Regions from separate parts of the Sus scrofa genome. Here regions 2, 3 and 4 are each linked to region 1. The links are chromatin contacts, called in public HiChIP or PLAC-seq maps. All regions are on one chromosome and are shown on one strand. Each heading gives the region's core, a stretch centred on a gene start, on an enhancer-like site or on the middle of the called end of the contact. The rest is flanking DNA. Distances are from core to core; before and after follow the strand shown.

Region 1 (3,158 bases), core at 355-2,854:
TGTGGCTGTGGCATAGGCCTGGCAGTTGTAATTCCAATTTGACCCCTAGCCTGGGAACGTTCATATGCCATAGGTGTGTCCCTAAAAAGAAAAAAAAAAAAAATCCGGATGACACTGGTCAGACCAATTTCAAGATGACTGTCAGAGGTGACTGTGCTGTTTCTGCATGTAGCCTCCTCCCTTTGCCTATAAAAGCACTTGCCCACTGATCCTAAGTGGGGAAAGTTGGCCCTTTGGACAGAAGTCTACCCCCTGCCCCCATACTAGCATCCAAATAAAGCAAATCTTCCTTTCCACCAACATTGCTTCTTTATTGGCTTTAGAACTGGGAGCAGCTGGACTTCACTTTAAGTAACACTAATATCCTGGTGTTTTTAGCAGAAAAGTCTAAGTACTGGAAAGTTGTCAAGCTTAAGGTGGTGGAAAGCAAGTTTTACAAAATTTGTTTTGGTGTGAAAATTCAAACAACCACATGAGTATTTTCTGGAGACATCCATCCTACTTGGGCACACAACAGGCATACTGGCCATTTCTTCATACATGTTAAGAGGTTTATGCTAGGTGCAGATTTAAAATTAATAACTTTTACTCCTTTGTCTTAAATTTGTCTTAAATTTTGTATGCCATGAATGCAAGGTGAAGAATACAGAATACCATGAATAGTTCGCTTTGACATCACTGCTTTGATTCCTGCTAAGGTGCCGGCAGTTAATCACTATCGTGTTTACACCATTAGTGCAACTGTCAACAAAGTGAAAAAGGTCAACAGTCTTAGCTTTATGAAAATGGTTTTGACTTTTTGGACCCACTGAAAAGGCCTGGAGGACCTCCAGGTTCTGAGGATGGTTTAGGAACAGCTGCCCTAGTTTCACATGAGTTACTTGTCTCTCATTAGGTTGCAAGGTCTGTGGACCGTCTACAACTGTCTTTTTTTTTTTTTTGTCTTTTTGTGTTTTCTTGAGCCACTCCCGCGGCATATGGAGGTTCCCAGGCCAGGGGACGAATCGGAGCTGTAGCCCACCGGCCTAAGCCACAGCCACAGCAACGTGGGATCCCAGCCGCGTCTGTGACCCACACCTCATCTCTCGGCAACGCCAGATCCTCAACCCACTGAGCAAGGGCAGGGATTGAACCCGCAACCTCATGGTTCCTAGTCGGATTCGTTAACCACTGCGCCACTACGGGGACTCTTATAATTGTTTTTTATGTGCCGTTGTCTAACAGTGTCTGGTACATAACAATAAATATTAATACTTGTGTGTGTAATGAGCTCATAAATAACAAATTATACATGACAACCTCATAGCCTTCATCTGTCTCCTTGCTTCAGTCTGAATGCACACGTTTTGTGAAATTTCCCAACTTTTTTCACAATTAGGACGCCACCCAATTTTTTAAATAGGTAGGGCGAGAGAGCTGCCTGTATATAATAATGACACGTTATAGTTTGGTCAAGTATTTATCTGTGATGCTCAGGTCATTACTCCTTCACAGCTCCACACCAGCAGGCTAGTCATCTAGGTTCCCCAGCTCTACCTAGTGTAAAGACGCTCACGTTTGCAGGAGCACAAGAATTTGATCGAGTTATAATTGGGGGAAGGGAGTTCCTGGATCAAAATCTGCGCAGGTAGAAGAGCAGCAGGAGAAACAGCCCCAGATACCTGCGCGCCCGGGCGCGCAGCCTCGCGAGATCCGCCGGGTTGCCGGGGCGACGCTTCCGCCTGGCGCGCGCAGACCTGGGAGCAGAGGAGTTGTGAAATAGGCGGCTAGACCGGCCCGCTGTCGTGAATTCGCCAGCGGGAGCGCGCTCGCGGCCGCGCGTTCTCCGCTTTCCCAGCTCCGTAGCTGACGCGTCGTAGACGTTGGGGAGCAGGCGGCAGCGGCAGCGGGGTCGGGATGAACAGCGGCGGCGGCTTCGGTTTGGGATTAGGCTTCGGCCTCACCCCTACGGCGGTGATTCAGGTGACGAATCTGTCGTCGGCGGTGACCAGCGAGCAGATGCGGACGCTTTTTTCCTTCCTAGGAGAAATCGAGGAGCTGCGTCTCTACCCCCCGGAGTAAGTGCTCGAGCTCGGCGGGGGGAGGGGCGCCGGCGCCTAAGACCTCGGGAACCCAGGCGTGGGGGAGAGCGCGGACGGGGGCGCGCGGTCTCCGTCACGTGACCGTTCGGGTTTACCTTGGTTTCCATGTTTGATTAGGGCGCAGCAGCCGGGGCCCCAAGCTTCTGCTTTCCTTTTAGTTGATCTCGGGGTGGGGTAATCTCTGCACGGCACCCTTACAAAGCATTTAGAGAGGTTGCCTTTTTCGTGTCTCACAGATTTATCGTCGCCGCCGGATGCTCGAATTCAGTGCCCCCCCCCCTTTTTCAATGCTCCTCTTTTTTTTCCCGAACTTAAGATGGCCGCAGGTGGGCCCGGAGTAGTCCTCATGGCTAATGCTTGGTAGCGTTTTTGCAATGGAAAATCGCGGAGGTTGCGCCCGAGAAACTGTTCAGTTCTTAGGGCCTCTGTGTCGGGCTGTCATTGCTGACGGGGAAGCCTGCGGTTGATGACAAGAAGGGCTATATTTGTTCCTGGGGCTGTGTTAACAAACTTAGCATCTTCTTGGTTCAGCTAATTGAGCCCATCCATGTTAAAGATCGTGTGTGTTCACCCTTTTGGCAACGGATTAAAATTTCCTCCTGGAAGGTCACGTTGTCCTAAATCTTCGGAAAAAGTAATAGCGCTGGATTATTCCTGCTGTATACTTTTACTTTTAAAAAGTCCAGATCTGGACTGGCATTTAGTTTCTTGGACACTTCCCAAGTGTATTTTGAAGTAAGATTTACCTTGTACAGTATTATCTACTCATATTTGTAAGGGGTCGAGGGTTGTTTACTTTTTTACAGGCATAAACTTTTTAAAGATAGAGCTTGGAGTCTGAAAATCCTCAGTGTTTTGTTCATTTTTCAAAATCCTTTGAAGGAAGGTATAGGAGTTGCCCATGATTTCTCTTCTTTTTTTAAAAAAAAGATTGTTTTTGATTTTTTAGTTTATTTCATAGTGATGCATGTAGACCTATTTTTCTTCACTTTTTTTAGTCTGTATATCTCTGCCACTGCATGGCTACTGATAAAAGTTGGCGCTTGGATTTTTAAGTTTTACTTAAATTTTCTTCAA
Region 2 (3,158 bases), core at 222-2,721, 500 kb before region 1:
GAATGAACTTTTGCCACTTCCAACAACGTAGATGGACCTTGAGACCATTATTCTAGGTGAAATAAATCAGACAGAAAGACATACCACATGATCTCACATGATCTCACATGATATCTCACTTATCTGTAAAATATAAATATAAATAAACAGAAAAAAAAAAATCAAGCTCATACATACAAAGAACAGACTGGTGGTTGCCAGAGCAGGGGTAAGGAGCAAATAAGTGAAGAGGGTTGAAAGGTACAAACTTACAATTATAAACTAAATCATGGGAACATAATGTTCAGCATGTTGAATACGGTTAATAATACTGTATTGCATATTTGAAAGTTGCTAAGAGAGAAGACTTTAAAAGTTCTCACCACAGGGGAAAAATAATTCTGTAACTATGTACAGTAATGGATGTTAGCTAGACTTACTGTGGTCGTCATTTCACAATATATACAAAAATCGAATCATTATAGTGTATATCTGAAACTAATATATTGTATGTCAATTTTACTTCAAAAAAAAATTTTTTTTTTTTTGCCTTTTCTAGGGCCGCTTCCACGGCATATGGAGGTTCCCCGACTAGGGGTCTCATCGGAGCTGGACCCACCGGCCTACGCCAGAGCCACAGCAACGCGGGATCCGAGCCGTGTCTGCGACCTACACCACAGCTCACGGCAACGCCGGATCCCTAATCCACTGAGCAAGGCCAGGGATCGAACCCGCAACCTCATGGTTCCTAGTGGGATTCGTTAACCACTGAGCCACGACGGGAACTCCTTACCTCAATTTTTTAACAGAGAATTTTGTAGTTTTTTTTACCACAATTAATTTTTTTTCTTTTTTAAAGAAGAGAGCTTAAGTCCAGAAGGTCACTAAGGGATGGAAACCTTGACCACAGTGAAGGCAGAAGGGTGGATGGTGCTGCTCGGTAACTTAGGTTACTAGGCCTGGTTTTCTGCCCCGCCCCTCGCTCTCCCCCACAATAACAAGCGCTCACCACTTTCTTCAGAGACCGTGTGAAATAATCAAGAAGCTGAGGAAAAAAGTCCTATTTGAAGCACCTGAAGGGAGGCCTGCAAATTAACCAGTTCTTTAAATTCCCCCACCCTTGCGTCTTTCTCGCCTAACAGTCGGGGTTCTAGAGTGAAGAACGGGACTCAAGGCCTGGCTGGCCGTTAGGTAGTTCCTCGGACGTAAGCGTCCCACTACCGGGGTCATAGCTCGATGCCAACCCGGGGGCAAGTTTCAAACATAAGGGCGCGCTTCCCGGTCCGTCGCTTACCACCGCAGGGCCGCAAATTCAGGTCTCCTCAGCCTACCGGAGTCGCGGCTCCGCGCCCAGAACCTCCGCGCGCTGCTTACTGATTGGAACTGCTCCCACCCATCCCAGCCAATCCCGTAATGCTCTCCGCCGCTGACGCGAGGGCTGCGCCGCTGATTCAGGATTGGTAGCGGAGCTGTGAGTGTCGCACTTTTTCTGACGATTCGGACAACATGGCGGCAGAAAGCGGCAGCGATTCACAGCTGAGCAAGAGAAGGCGCCGGGTCCCGGAGGAACCAGAAAAAACGGAACTCAGCGAAAGAGAGCTGGCAGTGGCAGTGGCAGTGACCCAAGAAAATGAAGAGGAAAGTGAAGAACGCTGGGTTGGGCCTTTACCTGTAGAGGCAACATTGGCCAAGAAGAGGAAAGGTAGCTGAGATAGGCACAGAGCGAGTTGGAATGCTGCGTCCCTTGCGTGGTAGAGTTCAAGCCAGATCTCAAAACGGGGATGTGTGATTGTGGGGGTTTGTGCCCTCGGAACAAAGGGTCGTCTTTTCACTTCTCGCTCTTTTATGCTCCCGAAATAGTGATTTGGGCTGAGTAACGCGTCTTTTAAATAATATCTAACAGTATTTATCACCGATTTGTTACAATAGCTGCTAAAGCTTAACGCCGATACTTAGTTGTTTGGCCCCTCTTGTTTAATACATGCATCAGCCATGTGAGGTTGGAATTTTTAACTTATTTAGCAGATATAGAAATGAGTACTGGTTCTATTTAAGGCTTTTAGCTCTAGAGTGGTGTATGGGGCCGCCAGGGAAGGTGGTGCCTATATCAGAATCTTGAAGAATAGAGAAGTATTATTTCAGTCCTAACTTTTACACTGCTGCGTTTTCTGACCTAATTAATAAGTTTCCTGGATCACAGATTTTTTTTTATCTTAAAACCGAGGTCTGTGGTTTTCAAACTACTCATGAGGTACCATGGCCTGAAGCATTTTGCCCCTAACGTGGAATAGTGACAGAATTTTATCAAACAAGAGGAGTGGTGAAGGGGATAGATTTCTCAAGTTCTTTGAAATGTTTTCCTTGAACGTATCACACCATTAAAATATGATCTTTCTAGAAGTTCAGATCTTTACTATTCTCCCTTCTTAAAATTCTTAAGTGATTTCTCATTATTTTCAAAACAATGTCCAAACTCCCTAACATAACATACAAAGCCCTTCTTGATATGATCTCTCCTTAACCTCCCTCAGCACATTTCCATTACTTCCCTCTCCCAAAAACTTGTAGCTCCTTCTTACTCATAGGTATCCTGGTGTCTCTACCTGGAATGATTTCCCTCACCCATTTCAACTAGCTAACTATTGTTCAGCCTTTAGCAGTCAGTTGAGCTATAAACTCCTTTAGGAAACTTGCGACCTCTCCAGTCAGGGCTGGGTTTCTAAAGCACGTTGATCATAAATCTGAGGTATGTTTATCACACTGAATTTATAGTTAGCCTTCAAATTTTGTGTATTTGAATTTTGAAGAAGCTACTTTTTTGAACACTGTACACCAACACCCTGAAAGTGCATTATCTTTTTCACTGATAGTCTTCCTGTTAAATGTCCTTATAGCAAGTGTTTCCTCATTGCACTTGCTGTGTTTTATAATTATATATTTATTCATGTGATTGTTTGATTAATGTTAAGACTGTTAAGACTGTAAGAATGGAGTTCCTGCTGTAGTACATTGAGTTAAGAATCTGACCGCAGCAGTTGGGTCTCTGCAGAGACATGGGTTCTATCCCCAGTGGGTTAAAGAATCCAGCATTGCCACAGCTATGTAGTAAGTCACAACTGCAGCTCACATTGAATGCGTGGCCCAAGAACTTCCATGTGCCACAGGTGCAACCATTAAAA
Region 3 (3,158 bases), core at 228-2,727, 430 kb before region 1:
TGGTTCTGAACAGTTTGTGCATTAAAACCACTCTGGGAATGAAAAAAATACACTGATGTCAACTTCATCAGAACCGGGGGCCTAATTTTTATTTTTTTTTTTTTTAAGTCCTCAGCTATTCTAATATGAAGTCAGGAATAAGAATTTTCAATAGCACAGATTATAAATCTTCCTAGCTTATTCTATAAACCACTGAAATCAGTTCTCCCTTCCGAATCTCTATTTATCTATATATGGAAAAACGAATTCCACATATTTCAATTGATTTCTTAGTAAATACATTTTAGAGCATCTACACATGATACAATTTCAAAGTTCAGTCATAGGGCAATTCACATTCCCCAGAGTTAATGGGACTTTTGGAGACTTCTCAAAAGTGCTGACAAACTGTACTACAAAAAGAAAGGAAGGAGCAGGTCAAGCAAAAATAGAGCTCTCATTACAGAAGTAATACGATAGTGAAAAGTGTACTTTAAAGCCAGTCAGCTGTGGCTCCACTATACAGTGTTATTCGAAACTTTAGTTTCCTCACCCGTAAAACGAGAATCAACATTTACCTCTAATAGATATTAACGATCTTACATACCTAACGTAGTACCTGGCAATAATAATGGCTCAATTTAATTTAAAAAAAAAAAAAAAAAAAAAGGCTAATCAACGCCTGTTGGGCTGAACTACAAGCAGAGGACCTGGAGAAAGACCAGCCCAGGTCACTCTAACATGTCGATAGGCTCCTTTTCACAAATGTCCCCGTTGGCGACTCCAAGCAGAAGACTAGCATGACCAGGAGACCATGCAACCTCAGGCCTCAGGAAGGGAGGGCAAAGCTTGTAAAGCCGAGAGGGGCCCAGAGGGCCGCGCATACCGGCCCCCAACAGCCAGGGCCGCTGTAGTGCCGCCAGATCTCCGGCATGAACTGGAGGCAGATGGCGGAGAACAGAGTACGCAAGGTCCCTCACCTTCACCACCGCTGTCCCCCGGCTGCCCTGACGACCACTGTCTAGTCCCGCACCAGGCCTGTTTACAACCAGGGCAGCCATCCTAGGAGGTGCAGTGCCGCAGAAGCAGCAGTCAAGGCCTTCACTAAGAGGCGGGGTAGAGCCACCTACCCAGAAGCCTAGGCGCTCGCTGCTGGTGCACAGGCGCAGTACGACGCGGAGAAGCCGCGGGGCCGACTTCTTCGCTCCTCCTTCTGGCACTCGTTTGCTGATTGGCTGCACACTCTTCAGTGGATGCGCTTTGTTATTTTGTTATTATTGAGGAGTCTGAACTTGATAGAAGGAACAAAATTAAGGGAAAAAAGAGAGGATAAAACAGAAGAAAATTGTTGGGATGAAACTCCTACCCCAGCAATGACTTCTTCCCTCTAACGAACGGAGACCGGGGACTACATCTCCCTGCATGCCATGCGGCTTTTAAACTACAAATCCCAGCGTGCCACATTTATATCAATTACTCTGCAGTGTAGGTATTTGGGAGGTTGTGTATTGTTACCGTGGAGTGCTTTCTTGAAAGAGCGGCGTGTGGCTGTGGCTGGAAAATAGAGAAGTATTTTATGTATAGGCCTGTAAGAGGCAAGAGATGACTTTGGTAAAAAGGAGCCGTTGGGTCAGTAAAGGACGTGGTTAGAAGAGTATATAAGGCGCTACCGGCAGACAGAAACTGTTGGGAGTGTCTTTAATGCCTTGTCTTCACGGACGTGCGCTTTTCTGTTTTCTTCCGGGCTGTTTGAACCGCTTCAGCCTCCGTAGGCAGTGGCTCCAAAGTGCCGGTCACAATGGAAGTGAATCCCCCCAAGCAGGAGCACCTGCTGGCCTTGAAAGGTAAACTTTGCGAACCCGGCTCCCAGTAATCTGTTTTCTCCCCTTCTCTCACTAGTTCTCGAAGCTTCATGGCACATAGACCTGCCTCTGGAATGTAGGCCTCGTCCTTCTTAAGCACTGTCAGTACTCGTCCTCCTCTCTGTCCTTGGGCGCCCAGCGTGAGGAAGCCGTTTCCTCGCTTTGGGTTTTGAGTTTGAGAATCGCCCTGTAAAATGGAATAGATACGTGGTAAATTACTTACTCTGTTATATGCTGCTGCAGTCACCGGAGAGATTTTTGGCAGTAGTTGACCTCCCTACCCTGGGGAGAGCCCTGTCAAATGAGACCATTAACAGCGGGTATCTAAAGTGGTTTTTTCCTCTGTCTCTTATCTCTTGACGCGGCAATGACAGTGTTACCAGGCTTCAGCTTCATTTGTGAAATTTAGTCTAGTTATTGTGCCAAGGATTTAAAAATACGTAATACCACAACATATAATTTAGGTTTGTTAAAAATCACTGCAGTTTACTTCAAAGTATTGTGTATATGGGAATATTCGTGTCAGTTTTCATTTTCTGTACACAGCAAACAACTTCGAGTACGTTTGATCATTTAATTGATTATTATTTAGGGGAAACTAGCAGGGCTTACTTTTCTGGAATTGTTTTCTGAAACTTTTTATTTGAAATGCTTTCAGCTTTATTTCATCTATTTTTTATTACCACAAATGCATTTATTTCTTGTATGCACTACTATGTGGTTACCAATATCTTCTTGAACTGGGCTGTGAAAATGTTCCCTAGGCCCATGAATTCAGTTGAATTGCATTTACCTTCCTTGTGGTATCCATTTTGAGGGACCCTTATCCCCTCAGTGACAGTGTAAGCAGCAAACATTACAGAAGCTCACCGGTTTCATTTGTAACGTAAAATCATACACTGATAGTTGGACATATCAGAACTGTCTGACCGTAGAACTAAGAAACTGAAATGTTAACTAGTATAGCAATAGGACCTATAAGCTTAGCCTGAGCAAATGACCTGGACTGAAATGACTTATTCCTGAAGAAAGAAGAAACTATCCTGTTCTTTATCTCAGGCTCACATCAAGTATATGGAATAGATATTACTTAACTCTCAGAAGTTAAACTTTATCGAGACCACAGAGCTAGTAAGTGATTAAGGTAATATTTCAACACAAAGCCTTCATCTTTCCAAGACTCCCTTTTGCCTTCTAATGAAAGAAACAGCATTTTCTAACATCATTCCCTTACTGACTCTACTTTGCTGGGAGTTTGGAGCAGTTCTATTAGCTGATTGAGGTCATTTTATACAAATTGAAAGCTATTAAACACAG
Region 4 (3,158 bases), core at 277-2,776, 350 kb before region 1:
TGACTTTGTTCCCGTAAGAAACGAATAACTGCATAAACTAGGTGCTTAATGGATGACATTTTAAAAGCTTAAACACTTTTCCTTGATAAGAAAAAGAAAAACACTGAACTAAGTAATTTCAAAGAATCGGTGAAGATTATTAATTGCAAGGGTCATCAAATTAGATTAAAAGTAAAAAGCAAAAACAAAAACCTGTATTACCCTCATTTCTTTCTCTTTTCAAAGAATCAACAGAGCACAAAATATCAATATGGTAATATATGACATTGTTTCATTTACCCTCAGTAATATTAGGTTATGTTAAAACTTGCAAAAATAAAATTTTTCTCAAAATTTGTACAACATAAGCGTAGATTCTCACTGAACAGCTATAACTTAACTATACATATGGTACAGATCCAGAAAAGGATAGGGGTATAGAGATAGAGATGAAGAAATCCCCAAAAGGCTTTAGTACCAAGTTGAAGGAGATTTCATACTGCTGACTCAGAAGCTGATCCACGCTGAGCATCTTCCTCTATTTCATGAGACTTTTTAAAATGTATGCATAATTTACACTCCACCTACTTTTATAGGAGGAGACAGTTATGTGACATGCAAATATATTACTGAAAGGTTGTTCAACCATTGAGTGTCATTTGTAATAAAAATGGTATTTCTATTTCGTCAACAGACATGTCAGAAAATCATTAGGTCGATGGATACTACAATCCCAGAGATGCTCTCTGCAGTAGCTGTGCTCTCGTGGACAAAGTGGAAGCTCCCGGTCATGTTCATTCACATGGAATACTATCGCATCCAAACAGTGGCGCAGGGCCAGCCGGCATTAATGGCTTATTTCCACTAAAGCGCATTATCTATCTGCTCCCCATGTTCCCTAATTCAAAGCCAGGGTGTGGTACCCACCGCTAGGATGCTTATTATTTGTGTGCTTATTTTAAAGACAAGCCCAGCCTCCAGGCCATGGGGTTGAAAGCACTAAATAAGGCCCCAGAGCAGAAGGTTGAAAAAAGAATGGGGTGGGGGGGGGAGTGAGGGGATGCAGAAGGGAAATGGAGAAGTCCAACCTCCTCCAGGCTTCTCTCCCTTCCTGTCCCCAGAGCACATAGACCTCCTTCTCCCTCCCTTCGGTACCCGGGCCTCGCCTTGGCCCTGACAAGGTTTGCTGCGGGTGCGCGGTGCAGGCCGGGTCTGGGGCGGCGGGAGACGCACCCTTCCCAGAGAGAAGCCCCTTACCAGGCAAGAGGACGCGAGACGGTGGCAACGGGCCCCGGGGGTCTGTAAGCCGGTCCGCCTGCCCCCTGGTCCTCGGGCTTGAGTCTGGCCACGAATCGCAGCACTGCCCACGGTGGCACAAACTTCCCCGGCTCCCAGGCCGCCGCCGCCGCCCCTCAGCCCACCCGGCTGTGCTCTCCGCTCCCAGACGCCGGGTCTTGACAGAACCGCCCCCCGGGCGGTGCTAGAGGCACGGGGCGGGGTTCAGGCCTGGGCGGGGCCTGGGCGGGCCTGAAGTGGGCGCCGGCGTGGGACTGCCGCACGTGGGAAGGCGCGGGCAGAGCGGGCCGCAGCCGCCGCTGTTGCCTCCTTTGCTAGGCCGCCGCAAGGCTTGCCAGCGCCCCGCATACCCCACCCCCAAACCAGAGGACAGCGCGCCCGGAGCCGCCGTCGCCTCTCGGCGCTCCCATGATCGTCCGGTGCCTTTCGGCTGCGAGACGCCTCCACAGGTACTTCCTGAGCGCGGTTTAACCTTGACCGTGGGCGGGGCGGGGTCTTCCGCCCGGTTCGAGCCAGGCGTACCGGCCCAGCCTTTACCGACAGCACCCCTGTGACGCTCCTGGAACCCTCCCTTTCTACAGCCCACATGGTCTACCCCGACGGACACCTGGCGCGGGAACTTGGGGCCACCTTTTCTTCCTCTGCTCCCTTGGGAGGGCATCCATTCCCCTTTGTTTGGGACTGCCTCAGCTGCAAGCAGGGAGACTGGTCGCAAGCCCGGCCCAAAACGAATTCAGAAAGACGGTCGGGGTAAGAAAATTATTTGACTTTCACCCCCATCAGAACTGCAGACCTATCGTTGAAAGTGCTTACAGCTGTTGACTCGAGTAACAATTCTCCTTTACCCTTCATGCCCATCGTTAGCATATAAATCGTTTAACATCCACATGGGATGAAACCTCTAGGGTTTTGCTGCTTATATCTGTCCATGCTTCTAATTTCCTTTTTATTTAACTTACTCCTCATAAAACATTCGGCCTCTTGCCGGGGCAAATTGGCTTGGCCCAAAATGGAGGAAATGATTGTTTGGACACGGTTTGGGGCAGCCACAGCTGCTGTTTTGGATTGCTTCCTAGCGCCCTAGCCACACCCCCTCTGCAAGATGGTGTGAGAATTAAATTCTTTGCACGGATGCACTGGATGGAGTGGTTTTCAAAAACAATGCCACTACCACCCCCATTTCCAAATCTGGCCTTGACCTGAAAATCCAACAGAAATAGGGAAAAGTGTGTTTCTTGCTAGATCCTTATAAAACTACTTTGGACCATATCGCTGAGCATGTAAGCTTTTTAACAGTTTGCTATTGCACCTTGCCACTCATCTGTGTGGAGCTTTGTACTGTTCAGTCCTCATAGTTTGGGGCATCCAGGGACACTAGTAATCATAAAGAGTTAATGTGATGATTTTGACCATATTTCAGGCTGTCCTTTTAGTCTGGAGGCTGCAAGTGGTATAGCTGTCAAAAGAAGCTGTACCAACAAATGAAGAAATACATATCTTTATATGACACAGGTGTGAAAAGAAAGAATAAATTTTATATAAGGCAGTTCTTAAACTCTTTAGTCTCAGGGCTCCTTTACTGGTCAAAAATTACTGAGGACGTAGGAGCTTCTGTGGTGTGTGTTATATTTTCCAAGTGTACCATATTAGAAATGAAATCAGGAAGATTTTTACAGTAATAGTTTATTTTTGAAACAATAATAGGAGTTCCCTGGTGGCCTAGAAGTTAAGGATTCATGCTGTGGCCTTGGTTCAATCCCTGGCCAAGGGAACTTAGGCATGCCACAAATGGGGCAAATAGTAATAATAATTAACTCTTTACACACCTAAATAACACTTTTAATGAAAAATAACTATTTTTCCAGAATGTCATCAAAAAAATC

What was found. HiChIP or PLAC-seq counts read pairs in DNA pulled down with a chosen protein or histone mark.
Region 2: a contact with region 1 is called in an H3K27ac HiChIP or PLAC-seq map of alveolar macrophages. The contact joins the promoter of PPWD1 here to the promoter of SREK1 in region 1. A contact is called at or near these places in 1 of 5 promoter capture datasets (fetal liver), 1 of 47 Hi-C or Micro-C datasets (skeletal muscle) and 2 of 2 datasets of contacts at active chromatin or transcription factors (alveolar macrophages and skeletal muscle).
Region 3: a contact with region 1 is called in an H3K27ac HiChIP or PLAC-seq map of alveolar macrophages. The contact joins the promoter of TRAPPC13 here to the promoter of SREK1 in region 1. A contact is called at or near these places in 2 of 5 promoter capture datasets (fetal liver and liver), 2 of 47 Hi-C or Micro-C datasets (heart right ventricle and skeletal muscle) and 2 of 2 datasets of contacts at active chromatin or transcription factors (alveolar macrophages and skeletal muscle).
Region 4: an H3K27ac HiChIP or PLAC-seq map of alveolar macrophages shows a contact between it and region 1. The contact joins the promoter of NLN here to the promoter of SREK1 in region 1. A contact is called at or near these places in 1 of 5 promoter capture datasets (fetal liver) and 2 of 2 datasets of contacts at active chromatin or transcription factors (alveolar macrophages and skeletal muscle).

What each region holds. Positions count from the first base shown.
Region 1 is chr16:44,576,927-44,580,084 of Sscrofa11.1, forward strand. It overlaps SREK1 (splicing regulatory glutamine/lysine-rich protein 1), which reads left to right and starts at 1,605. Exons shown (of 11, transcript XR_002339775.1): 1 at 1,605-2,057.
Region 2 is chr16:44,079,163-44,082,320 of Sscrofa11.1, forward strand. It overlaps PPWD1 (peptidylprolyl isomerase domain and WD repeat containing 1), which reads left to right and starts at 1,472. Exons shown (of 11, transcript NM_001244421.1): 1 at 1,472-1,681. The coding sequence starts at 1,486. It overlaps CENPK (centromere protein K), which reads right to left and starts at 1,402. Exons shown (of 12, transcript XR_002339607.1): 1 at 1,274-1,402.
Region 3 is chr16:44,145,157-44,148,314 of Sscrofa11.1, forward strand. TRAPPC13 (trafficking protein particle complex 13) reads left to right here and starts at 1,478. Exons shown (of 13, transcript NM_001244746.1): 1 at 1,478-1,823. The coding sequence starts at 1,778. TRIM23 (E3 ubiquitin-protein ligase TRIM23) reads right to left here and starts at 1,135. Exons shown (of 11, transcript XM_003134013.5): 1 at 960-1,135. The coding sequence starts at 1,040.
Region 4 is chr16:44,224,180-44,227,337 of Sscrofa11.1, forward strand. NLN (neurolysin) reads left to right here and starts at 1,527. Exons shown (of 13, transcript NM_214359.2): 1 at 1,527-1,724. The coding sequence starts at 1,684. It overlaps SGTB (small glutamine-rich tetratricopeptide repeat-containing protein beta), which reads right to left and starts at 1,717. Exons shown (of 11, transcript XM_003134011.5): 1 at 1,237-1,717; 2 at 1-81. The coding sequence starts at 59.